Regions from separate parts of the Mus musculus genome. Here regions 1 and 3 are each linked to region 2. The links are chromatin contacts, called in public Hi-C and promoter capture Hi-C maps. All regions are on one chromosome and are shown on one strand. Each heading gives the region's core, a stretch centred on a gene start, on an enhancer-like site or on the middle of the called end of the contact. The rest is flanking DNA. Distances are from core to core; before and after follow the strand shown.

Evidence for each region. Hi-C and Micro-C count contacts between places; a contact is called where the count stands out from the background. Capture Hi-C pulls out chosen DNA fragments and counts their contacts.
Region 1: a contact with region 2 is called in a Hi-C map of liver, with 3 times the contacts expected there. The contact joins two enhancer-like sites. A contact is called at or near these places in 2 of 15 datasets of contacts at CTCF or cohesin (the NIH/3T3 cell line and large pre-B cells), 42 of 484 Hi-C or Micro-C datasets (the AML12 cell line, B cells, CD4 T cells and 17 more), 7 of 115 datasets of contacts at active chromatin or transcription factors (bone marrow-derived dendritic cells, bone marrow-derived macrophages, embryonic stem cells and 3 more) and 1 of 9 other capture datasets (embryonic stem cells).
Region 3: a contact with region 2 is called in a promoter capture Hi-C map of liver. The contact joins two enhancer-like sites. A contact is called at or near these places in 1 of 115 datasets of contacts at active chromatin or transcription factors (embryonic stem cells) and 3 of 9 other capture datasets (adipose tissue, liver and pancreatic islet).

The regions. Positions count from the first base shown.
Region 1 is chr6:134,497,663-134,500,785 of GRCm38.p6, reverse strand. The region is part of intron 7 of Lrp6 (low density lipoprotein receptor-related protein 6); the gene reads left to right. Among named protein-coding and RNA genes, the nearest start is that of Gm52921, 48 kb to the right of the region's middle. Within about 2 kb of position 1,480, at least 21 of the 459 cell types and tissues checked have an H3K27ac peak or open chromatin away from gene starts, as enhancers often do. A contact at or near this core is called in liver, where this site is marked.
Region 2 is chr6:134,600,046-134,603,233 of GRCm38.p6, reverse strand. No RefSeq gene overlaps it. Among named protein-coding and RNA genes, the nearest start is that of Gm38910, 6.4 kb to the left of the region's middle. Within about 2 kb of position 1,348, at least 74 of the 459 cell types and tissues checked have an H3K27ac peak or open chromatin away from gene starts, as enhancers often do. A contact at or near this core is called in adipose tissue and liver, where this site is marked.
Region 3 is chr6:134,700,007-134,703,100 of GRCm38.p6, reverse strand. The region is part of intron 3 of Borcs5 (BLOC-1 related complex subunit 5); the gene reads right to left. Among named protein-coding and RNA genes, the nearest start is that of Gm36328, 52 kb to the left of the region's middle. Within about 2 kb of position 1,685, at least 183 of the 459 cell types and tissues checked have an H3K27ac peak or open chromatin away from gene starts, as enhancers often do. A contact at or near this core is called in adipose tissue and liver, where this site is marked.

The DNA.
Region 1 (3,123 bases), core at 231-2,730, 100 kb after region 2:
TTTGGTAGCGTAGTTCTGAACTCACTTGTTCTTGAGCCATTTTTAAAAAAAATGCTGCTGTTTTGGTTTTACATCCTATATTTAATATAAAGCCACTTAATATGGGCAGTGAAACTTTTAGTTTCAGTCCTAGTCTTCTTAAAGTACTTTATTCCTCAGCTGTAGGCATAGCTCAGGCTATGTCCAATATTACTTGTTTAGTATATACAGGGCCCTGAGCCGGGGCCCCTCACCACCCCGGATTATTCCTTTGAGCTTTGAGCTCAGGGGAAAAGGTTTTACTATCTTCCCTTCTTGACAGGATGGAGTCTGTATCTTCAAGCTTATGTCAGTGTTAAGTAGGGAAGAGTGGGAGTCTCAATTTTTTTTTTGAAACATTTTACAATACAGGACCCTTACTTTCATTTTTTATTTTATATTTAAGCAAGTGACCTTAAATAATTTACATAATCTTTAGTGTTTATATTTTGGGCAATAAGACCACTTGAACTAAACAATGTTTAAGGTTCTTTTTAGCTGTAACAGTTTCTGATGATTATTCTCTTAACTAACTGTCTCTTAGGTTAAGAAAGGATAATTTACTTTCCTTGGAAGATTTACTAAAAGGAATTTGGATTGCAGATGGCATTTTTTTTTTTTTTTACTTGCTTCAGAGCTATTCACTATTAATGTAAAGAAACTTGTTGGGAGCTGTAGCTCTTTAGTAACTCAGTTTCTCTGACAGGCCCTTTTCTGCTAAGCTGTCTGTGACTTCTCATGGAGAGGGATGACTAGCTGTGAATTCATTCCAGGTAGCAGACCAGTGATAGGCTGAGGACATGCTTTCGTCAAGTGAGCTTGGTGAGCCTGTGAGCTTACTTTGGCTGAGGAGTTACCTATGGGAGATTTATGGGTAATTCATAGGCAGCACCATCAACGAAGAGTCTCCCTCTCAGTGATTACTAACTTCTTATATATTCTTGGGGAGGGTGGGGCCTCACCTTCCCCCACTTCCTTGAGTGCCGTATTAACTCTTGAGCCCTTCATTAATTGCCTGGTGAGCAGACCCTTCACCCCTGTGATGGTTTGTGTATGCTAGGCTCAGGGAGTGGCATTATTTAGAGGTGTGGCCTTTGGAGTATGTGTGGCCATGTTGGGTTAGGTGTGTTATGTGGGTGTGGGTTCTAAGACCCTACTCCTAGCTGCCTGGAAGTCAGTCTTCCACTAGTAGCCTTCAGATGAAGAACTCTCAGCTCTGTCCGCATCATGCCTGCCTAGATGCTGCCCTGCTCCCACCTTGATGATGAAGGAGGACTAAACCTCTGAACCTGTAAGTGAGCCCCAGTTAAATGTTGTTATAAGTGTTGCCTTGGTCATGGTGTCCATTCACAGCAGTAAAATCATAACTAACAAACCTCTACCCGCTTTCTGTGAGAGAATGTTAATGAGGATTGCCTGTGGGTGATCACAGCTGCTCTGATTGCAATAGCCATGTCTTCATGTCCAGGGGTCAGGGTCAGAGCTCCAAAATACAATCTGGTCGGTTACTGGCACAAGTGATAGGTTTAGTAAATGTTTATTTAAAGCTATTGGTTGATGTTTGCCAAGTACATTAATTCTCTTAAACTAATAGAGTCTAAAGTACTATTTTAGGACCAGAAGGTTTTGGAATTTTTTTTTTAGATGTGGGAACCTACTGTAGATTTAAAAACTCATTGATATTTCTATTGTCTTTAGAAGGGTTGGAAAGGGTAGGTGGGTAAGTAATGGCAAAAGATCACTACTTGGGAACTTCTTGATAAGGAGTTTGCCAGAGACGGAGTAGTTAACAGATATAGGAGTTTTGACTTCTTACATCATCAGGTATCAGCAGCTATTTAAAGATTCCATCTCTGTTCATTTTGAAAGTTCTCTCTGATGAGAATAGATTCTTCAGCTTGCCCTCCTCCCTAACTATTCAACTTTAAGTGTGATCTGTAATATAAAAATTTAGACCTACAAAGAATGTAATAATGCAGGCTTACAGGGCTGAGGATGTAGCTCAGGGCTAAAGTACTTGCTTAGCATGTGTGAGGCCCTGGCAGCAGTCCCCAGAGCATGTCACCACCACAAGAAAATAATGCAACCCTGTAATTATTTGTTTAAACTAATTTTTGGATGAACTCTGATAACTTGACTTTGATCTTTAATACCACTTCTGTATTCTAGCTACAGTGTTATTAGAGAAAAATCCTATGCTATCTCAGTTACTTTTCTATTGCACTGATAAAACACTGTAGCCAATGCAACTTACAGAAGGGTTTATTGGGCCTTAGAGCTGTAGAAGTGTGAGTCTATCACTGTCTTGGGCAGGCAGCTGGCGGACATGGCACTGGAACAGCTGAGCGAGTGCCCACATCTCAGTCCACAAACAGGAAGCAAAAAGGTAAGTTTGAACTGGCAAAAGTATTTTGAAACCTGAGAGTCTACCCCCAGTGACATACTTCCTTTAGCAAGGCCATAGTTCCTAGTCCCCACAGCTTCCAACTGGGGATTCAACTATTCAAGTGCCCAAGGCTTTTGGGGGCATCTCATTCAAACCAGCATGGATGCCTTACAGACTTGAGTAGCTCACAGGTACTGAGTAGATAGATAGCTTCCTGGGCTTTTAGAGTTTTACTGTGTTTGAACAAGAGAAAGCTGTTTTCATAACATTAGCCATTCTTTGTTTCCCAAAGAACATCCTTACACCAGAGTCTTTGTTCCTTCTGTTCTAGTCTTCTCTTTCTGAAAGTTCAGGAATATTGGTGGTCCCCACCCCCACCCCAAGGAAAAGAATAGAACACGAGTCTCTCCCTCGCAGCGCAGTGTTCTCTGTTCTGTCTTCTGCTGCTTCAGGTTTAAACTGTCCATTCTGAATACATTCAAAAACTATCGCTTTCACTGGGTTCATGTTAGATGGCCATGAAGCATTACCTACACTCGGAGGTTAGCTCTAGTGCCAGTTTTGTAATTTCTTCTATAATGGATTCTCTTGGGAGGAGTCATGTGACTCTCTCCTACAACTTTAGCCAGCTGTTCACTTGCACAGACTCATGGATGCTGGTATTTATTCTTAAGAGTATTTCACTGTTTTATAAGTTGTTTCTAGTTGACTTTTGTTCC
Region 2 (3,188 bases), core at 99-2,598:
TTGGATGGGGATAAGAGCATGAGAAAGAAAGAAAAAGAAAGACAGACAGAAGGAAGGAAAGACAGAAAAAGACTGAAAAAAGAAAGGAAGGAAGAAAGGAAAGACAGCAGGAAGGAAGAAAGGAAAAAAGAAAGAAAGAAAAGAGAGAAGAGAAGGGAAGCGGAGGGGAGGGAAGGGGAGGGGAGGGGAGGAGAGGGGAGGGGAGGGGAGGGGAGGGGAGGGGAGGGGAGGGGAGGGGAGGGGAGGGGAGGGGAGGGGAGGGAAGGGAAGGGGAGGGAAGGGAAGGGAAGGGAAGGGAAGGGAAGGGAAGAAGGAAAGGCCAGCAGGCAGGCCTTGCCTGAGAGGAATTTTGTCCATTCTGTCTCCAATCCTCTCCCCACCCACAGTCCCAGCCACAATCACAAACTATACTCCTGGCTAGATTTGTGACCTCCCACCCACTTCCCTGCAAAAGGCAAAAACTTTGAGAAAAACAAGAAGGCTGATGGCATGGGCTGAACTTTCAAATGCTAAACGACGGTGAAAATTTTTTTGGAAGAGAAACTATCTTTGAAATTGCGCTCCATCGTAGAGTTAATGCAACCCATATGTCCCCTACTAAAAGTTAGAAAAACAAACCAAAAACAATACTTTCGCGCCTGCCAGGCTGAAATATGATCTACTGCTTAATATTCACTCAACCCAGGGCCAAATACTTTAAAATGGTAATGATTCCAAAGGGCAGGCTGGCCTCAGCGCATAAACAACAGACCTTAAAATTTATGTTCCACTCCTAGCTCTGGGCGAGCCACCTAATCTCCTAGTTCCTTCTCAATTTTCTCAGTTCTAAAATGGGGGCGGGGGTGGTGGTGGTGGAGGCGGGGGGGGGGGGCGGGGGGGGTATCAGTACTTTGGAGGTGTTTATGAGCCACACCAAAGTGGCTGTAAAGCACTTTACAAATGTTTAATAATGGATGCTGTTTTCATAACCGGGTTCTATGACATCTATTAATATTCATCCAGCAGCATGGAAGTAAACGGAGACAATTCAGATGAGTGTGGCGGACATTTATGCCCAGAGCTGGCTGCAGAAGGTGTCAGCCACCTCCTCTTGCATCTGGCAGAGACTTGAAGCAGAGTTGATGAAAAGATAACTCAGAGTGGAAATAGCCAGCTTTGGATATGCCGGGATCTGAGATCATTGGAGAGGGGAGGTGGAAAGTAGCCTGTGAAGTCTCCACAGCCTACCGAGAAGTGGAGTATCTTAAGCAATTGGTGTGGGAGTTTCAATTGGCTTTCTCTGGCTCATCCTGTGTTGGCAAGTGAGTGAAACTCTGGTTAGAAGTCAGTTACACACTGCAGAGGTCGTGGGGTCAGAGTTTACTGGGCTACACTCAGTGTAGCCATTGTCCAAAGTCTGTGTTTTCAGTCTCTCTATGGAGTATTAAAGAAGAAAGAGTTCCAGTTAGCTCCAAGAAGTGAGCAAACCTCTGGTAGCATAGGAGAAACTTGTGCTTTTGATACAATAGAGACCCTTCTTTAAAAAAAAAATGGTGGAAGCACACATTTAGTTAGCACTCAGGAAGGTGAGGAAGGCAGATTTCTGTGAGTTAGGAGCCAACTTGGAGAAAGCAAGCTGAGTACAAGCGTGCATACATTTGCTCACTCTGCTCTACCTTGCGAATATGCCTAGCTGTTTTAAGTTCCTTGAATTCCCCTGAAACAAACATGAGACTGTAACAAAACTGTGAGTCAAATAACTCACCTTTTCCCTTAAGGTTTTTTTTTTTATTTTGTTTTTGTTTTCCCTGTAAGGGAGTCGTAAAAGTAACAGGAAATGTAACTATGAATCAAGGTCTTTCACTGATCCCGGACCTGATGGGTTGGGCCAGGCTGGCCAGCCAATGAGCTTCGAGGATCTGCCTGTTTTCATCCTAGCCTCCCAGCACTGAGTTAGAAAGGCCTGGGACTAAAGATGCTGCCACTAAGTTTAGCCTGGGCTTTACTTGGGTGCCGGGGATCTGAACTCGGGACCTTATATTCTGACATAGACGTTTTATTGACTGAGCCGTCTTCTCAGCTCCATTTAAACATTCCCAAAAGGAGTAAATGCAAACTGGTGGAAACCAGTTTATAACCCCAGCAGCTTGAGTGACTATATCTGAATGCTTGGGTGACTATATCTGAACGATGGAAAGCTCAAAGCCCACATGACTTACTGAGGAAGTTTGAGGTTATCTTAGGCTACTTGGTGAAACTCTTTCTCAAAATTATATATATATGTATATATACACACACATATGTGTGTGTGTATAAATATTTAAAGGACTGAGGATATAGCTCAGTGGTAGAGTATTTGTTGAGCATACACAGGCCCTTCGGTTCAAATCCCCAATATCACCAAAAAGAAAGAAAAATGAAAAAAAGAAAAACAAAAGAAGCCGGGCAATTGGGGGCCCAGGCCTTTAATGCCAACAGAGATAGATAATTCTCTTTGAGTTCAAGGACTGCCTGGTCTACAGAGTGAATTCCAGGGATATACAGAGAAATCCTATCTCGAAATTAGATAGATAGATAGATAGATAGATAGATAGATAGATAGATAGATACATACATACATACATACATACATACATACATACATACATACATAGATGATAGATACATAGACAGATATAGATACGGAACGAAGGAGAAACAGTAGACTCTGAAGACTGCTCATTTTCACTCTCTTGACACACGGTGAGCATAGCATTAGACTAGCAATCGGGACAAAGGAGCTCTAGCCAGAAGACTAAGTCCTCCTAGGACCCCAATTCCTTAAGAATAGGCCAGGAGTTGCTATCTGTCTGGCATAACACCCCTTTGGTTTGGGTCTAAGTGGCCCTAATGTTTGGGAAAGGACCCTATAAAACAACCAGCTTACATCCTGTAAAAGAGATTTCTGGTTTTTTTTCCAGGCAGTTCTGAAGTAAGATAAGAAAGAATACAGCATACACCTTTGAAGGTCTACCATGTGGACTGCAGTCTTAAATTTCTTATGTCCAGTTAGAGAGTTGGTCAGACTTAGATTCTCCATCCTTCTCGCCACACAATCCCTGCACCCCGGACCTCCACTCCACCTCCACCCCACACCTCAGCTTCTCCACTCCCAGTCTCAGTAAATAAGACCACCAGGAATTCCAGGAATGTCTTTGGGCCTGAGCAAA
Region 3 (3,094 bases), core at 436-2,935, 100 kb before region 2:
AGGCCACAGAGCAACTAGCAAGAGAGAAGCTGGGTGCTCAGCCCCATGCTTTCTTGTGACAAGGGACAATGAAGAACGCAGAGCACCCCTCTCTCTCAGAGCCCCTTCTTTCTTGTTCTGACATTGGCTGGTACTGGCCACAGTCTTCTTTTATTTTTTAATAAAAAATAAGAATCCTTATGGAGCTGCCAGGCATGGTGGTGCACACCTTTAATCCCAGCACTCGGGAGGCAGAGGCAGGCAGATTTCTGAGTTCGAGGCCAGCCTGGTCTGCAGAGTGAGTTCCAGGACAGCCAAGGCTATACAGAGAAACCCTGTCTCAAAAACCAAAAAAAAAAAAAAGAATCCTTATGGAGGACAGTTTGATGTATGTATATACAGCGAAAGGATATTTGCAGTCAGGCTATTTCTCTTCCGCTCCTGACTGGAGGCACCGTCAAGGTCTCCATCCTACACCCACCCTGGTCATTAGGTTTCCTACAGGTGGCCCCGCTGTCATGCAACGCCAACCCATTATGGCCCATCAACCCCTCTTTATTCACGTCACACTGCCGCTTCATGTCTAATGGGGATTCAGACCACCGAAAGCCTGGAGTGGGCCATGCTCAACTCACAAGTTTTCTGGGTCACCTAAGTTTTCTCCGGCCTTCTGGTCTACCTTTAGATCACCCCTTCCATTCCCACGGAAGACTCAGCGTTCTCTTTTCTGAATGACTCTCTCTTGCACAATGACAGTGGATAGATGTTCTCATTAATTATACTACAGGCTGAATGCTGTGTGTTACCACATACTGCTATTCTGGAGTGACCTTGTTTCCCCAAGGAAAGTCCTGAAGACCATCATTCTAAATAGGCTGCAAGAACAGCTTTCAGAATAAGGTCCAGCCTTTTATTCTCACGCATAGACTCTAACTCTGGAAATTAAAGAACAAAACTTCACTCCAGCAAGTCGCAGCTAAGCTGATTTACAGAAAACGCAAACACAGTGTTGGGACCGGCGCTTTTGGCCATCCACAGAGTGACCTGGAAGATGGAGCCTAGTAAACAATATTCTCTGGTTCGCTCATTATATTAACAAGTGTGACAGATAATTTGCAAGTTACAGCTACTGTCTCCTGAGTATCCGGGAAATGGCAGACACGACTGTACATTCTACACGCCTTACCTTTAGGTCCCATGACACTCCTCAAGGGAAGTATCATTTTCCTGCTAAACATGGGAAGTGGATTCTGAAAAGACAAAAATGCGCCCAAGGTCACCCAACCTGTCCCAGTAAGGCAGCTCGAAGGCAGCCGCGTCCACTTAACTTTTGCTCCTCTTCTTTATAGAATCCATTCATTCAAATGTCAGAGCAAGCAAATGGTTTTCAAAACCCCAATGAAGGAATCTATATACCAATTTTTAGTGTTTTCCAGTAAGAAAACACTTGATTTCTACCATAAACACCAGCATTTACTTTTTCCAAAAAAAAAAAAAAAAAGTAAGTAATGCATTACCAGATCTAAAATGGACATTCTGAGTGGCTACTGCGGGGCTGGCATCTCTTTGCACACCTCACCCGACAGGCACCACCTGGACCTCACACAAAGCAGGGAAAGCCGAGAGCCCTGCAAGATGTCCTCTAATAGAGGAAGGCTGCTCCAGAGTCATAGGCAGTTCACCTCACGTCACCCAGCTGACATGGACAGCCAACACCCAAGTCCAGATCTCCCGACTCCAAGAGCCACCACAGCACTGTCCCAGGCAGGTCCACAGTTAAGCCTGCTGACCATATTTTCTTTTCCATAATTTGTTCTGCCTAGCCACAAAATATAATTGTATAAGATCTAAAAGTAAGTTTCTCGGGACAACATTTACAAAAATCTATTGTTAAATAAGGTCAAAACTCAAAGGGTGATCTCAACAAAATGCATGGTCTCTGTGTGCTAGGACGAGGAAGGCGCTCAGGTGAGCCACAGGCTGGAGTTAGAAAGCCAGGCTGAGCAGAGCTCTAGCCACTTCCTTCTGCATTACGTAAACCTCCTTGGGCTCTCTAGTGCCCTGCCACTTCCTGTTGTGCAAGGACAAACAATGGGCAGACTGTCGCCAGTGTTTCCATTAATTACACCACAGGCTGAGTGGCATTGATTACCGCATACTGGACATTTTGAAATGACCCCATTTCCTTTGTTCAAATACTCTACCCAAGTGTTTCAGTAAAGGAACACAATTTACTCATGTCTTTGAGAGAATGAAGAGATACCAGCAGCTGGGGAATCTGAATGGCGTCATCACTGTTCCAATTATTATTTTATGGCTTGCCCAGCTTCCCTTTATGCTGGCTTCCCTTCTGAGCTATGTCTAACTAAGAAAGAAATCTTAAAACCTGTGTTAGTACCCTAAACAAAACCTGTTCGATCTGGCAGATCATGCCCCTCCCTGGACTTGAAAAGGCTGTAGACAGCAGCAAATAAGAGAAAGAAAGAGCTCAGTCAGGGTGTGTGGGCGTAAGACAGAAGGCTAGACAGGAACTATGTATGCATCAGAGTCTCACACTCACTATAATTCTCAGCTCCAGGCCTAATACTGAGACCCTGGGGATGGAAGGCTAATATCAAGTACTGGGCCCCAAAAGTCAGAGAAAAAATTGGGAAAGACAGTCAGACAGATGAAAACCTCCAAACACACAGAGCTATCATTTTAGGACTCCTTGTTTCAATGTCCGAGATGAAAGGAAAGTAAGTCTGTACAAGTTAAATAACATTCTGGTATTCTTACACAGTGGCAACCCGGATTAGCTAAGTGCTCTGTAATCCCTCTGAGGATCTCACAGCATGAGCACTGCCCCTGCGACCCAGAGAACAACTGCAGGTGTGGTTGAGATAAAGACCTCACTAAACTCCTCTACCATTGGCCTGAAGAATGAACCTGGGATGGTGACATCAGACTAAGGATTTGGTAATACCACCCCTGCCATCAGCCAGGAGCTATTATATTATAGCTAGTATAAACTAGACTGGATGGTTGCTCATGACTGATAAGTCTAGGGGTCCACATCATTTCCCACTCACAGTAGGTGTAACTATGCAAATTAATCCAGAAAACATTTTCCAAA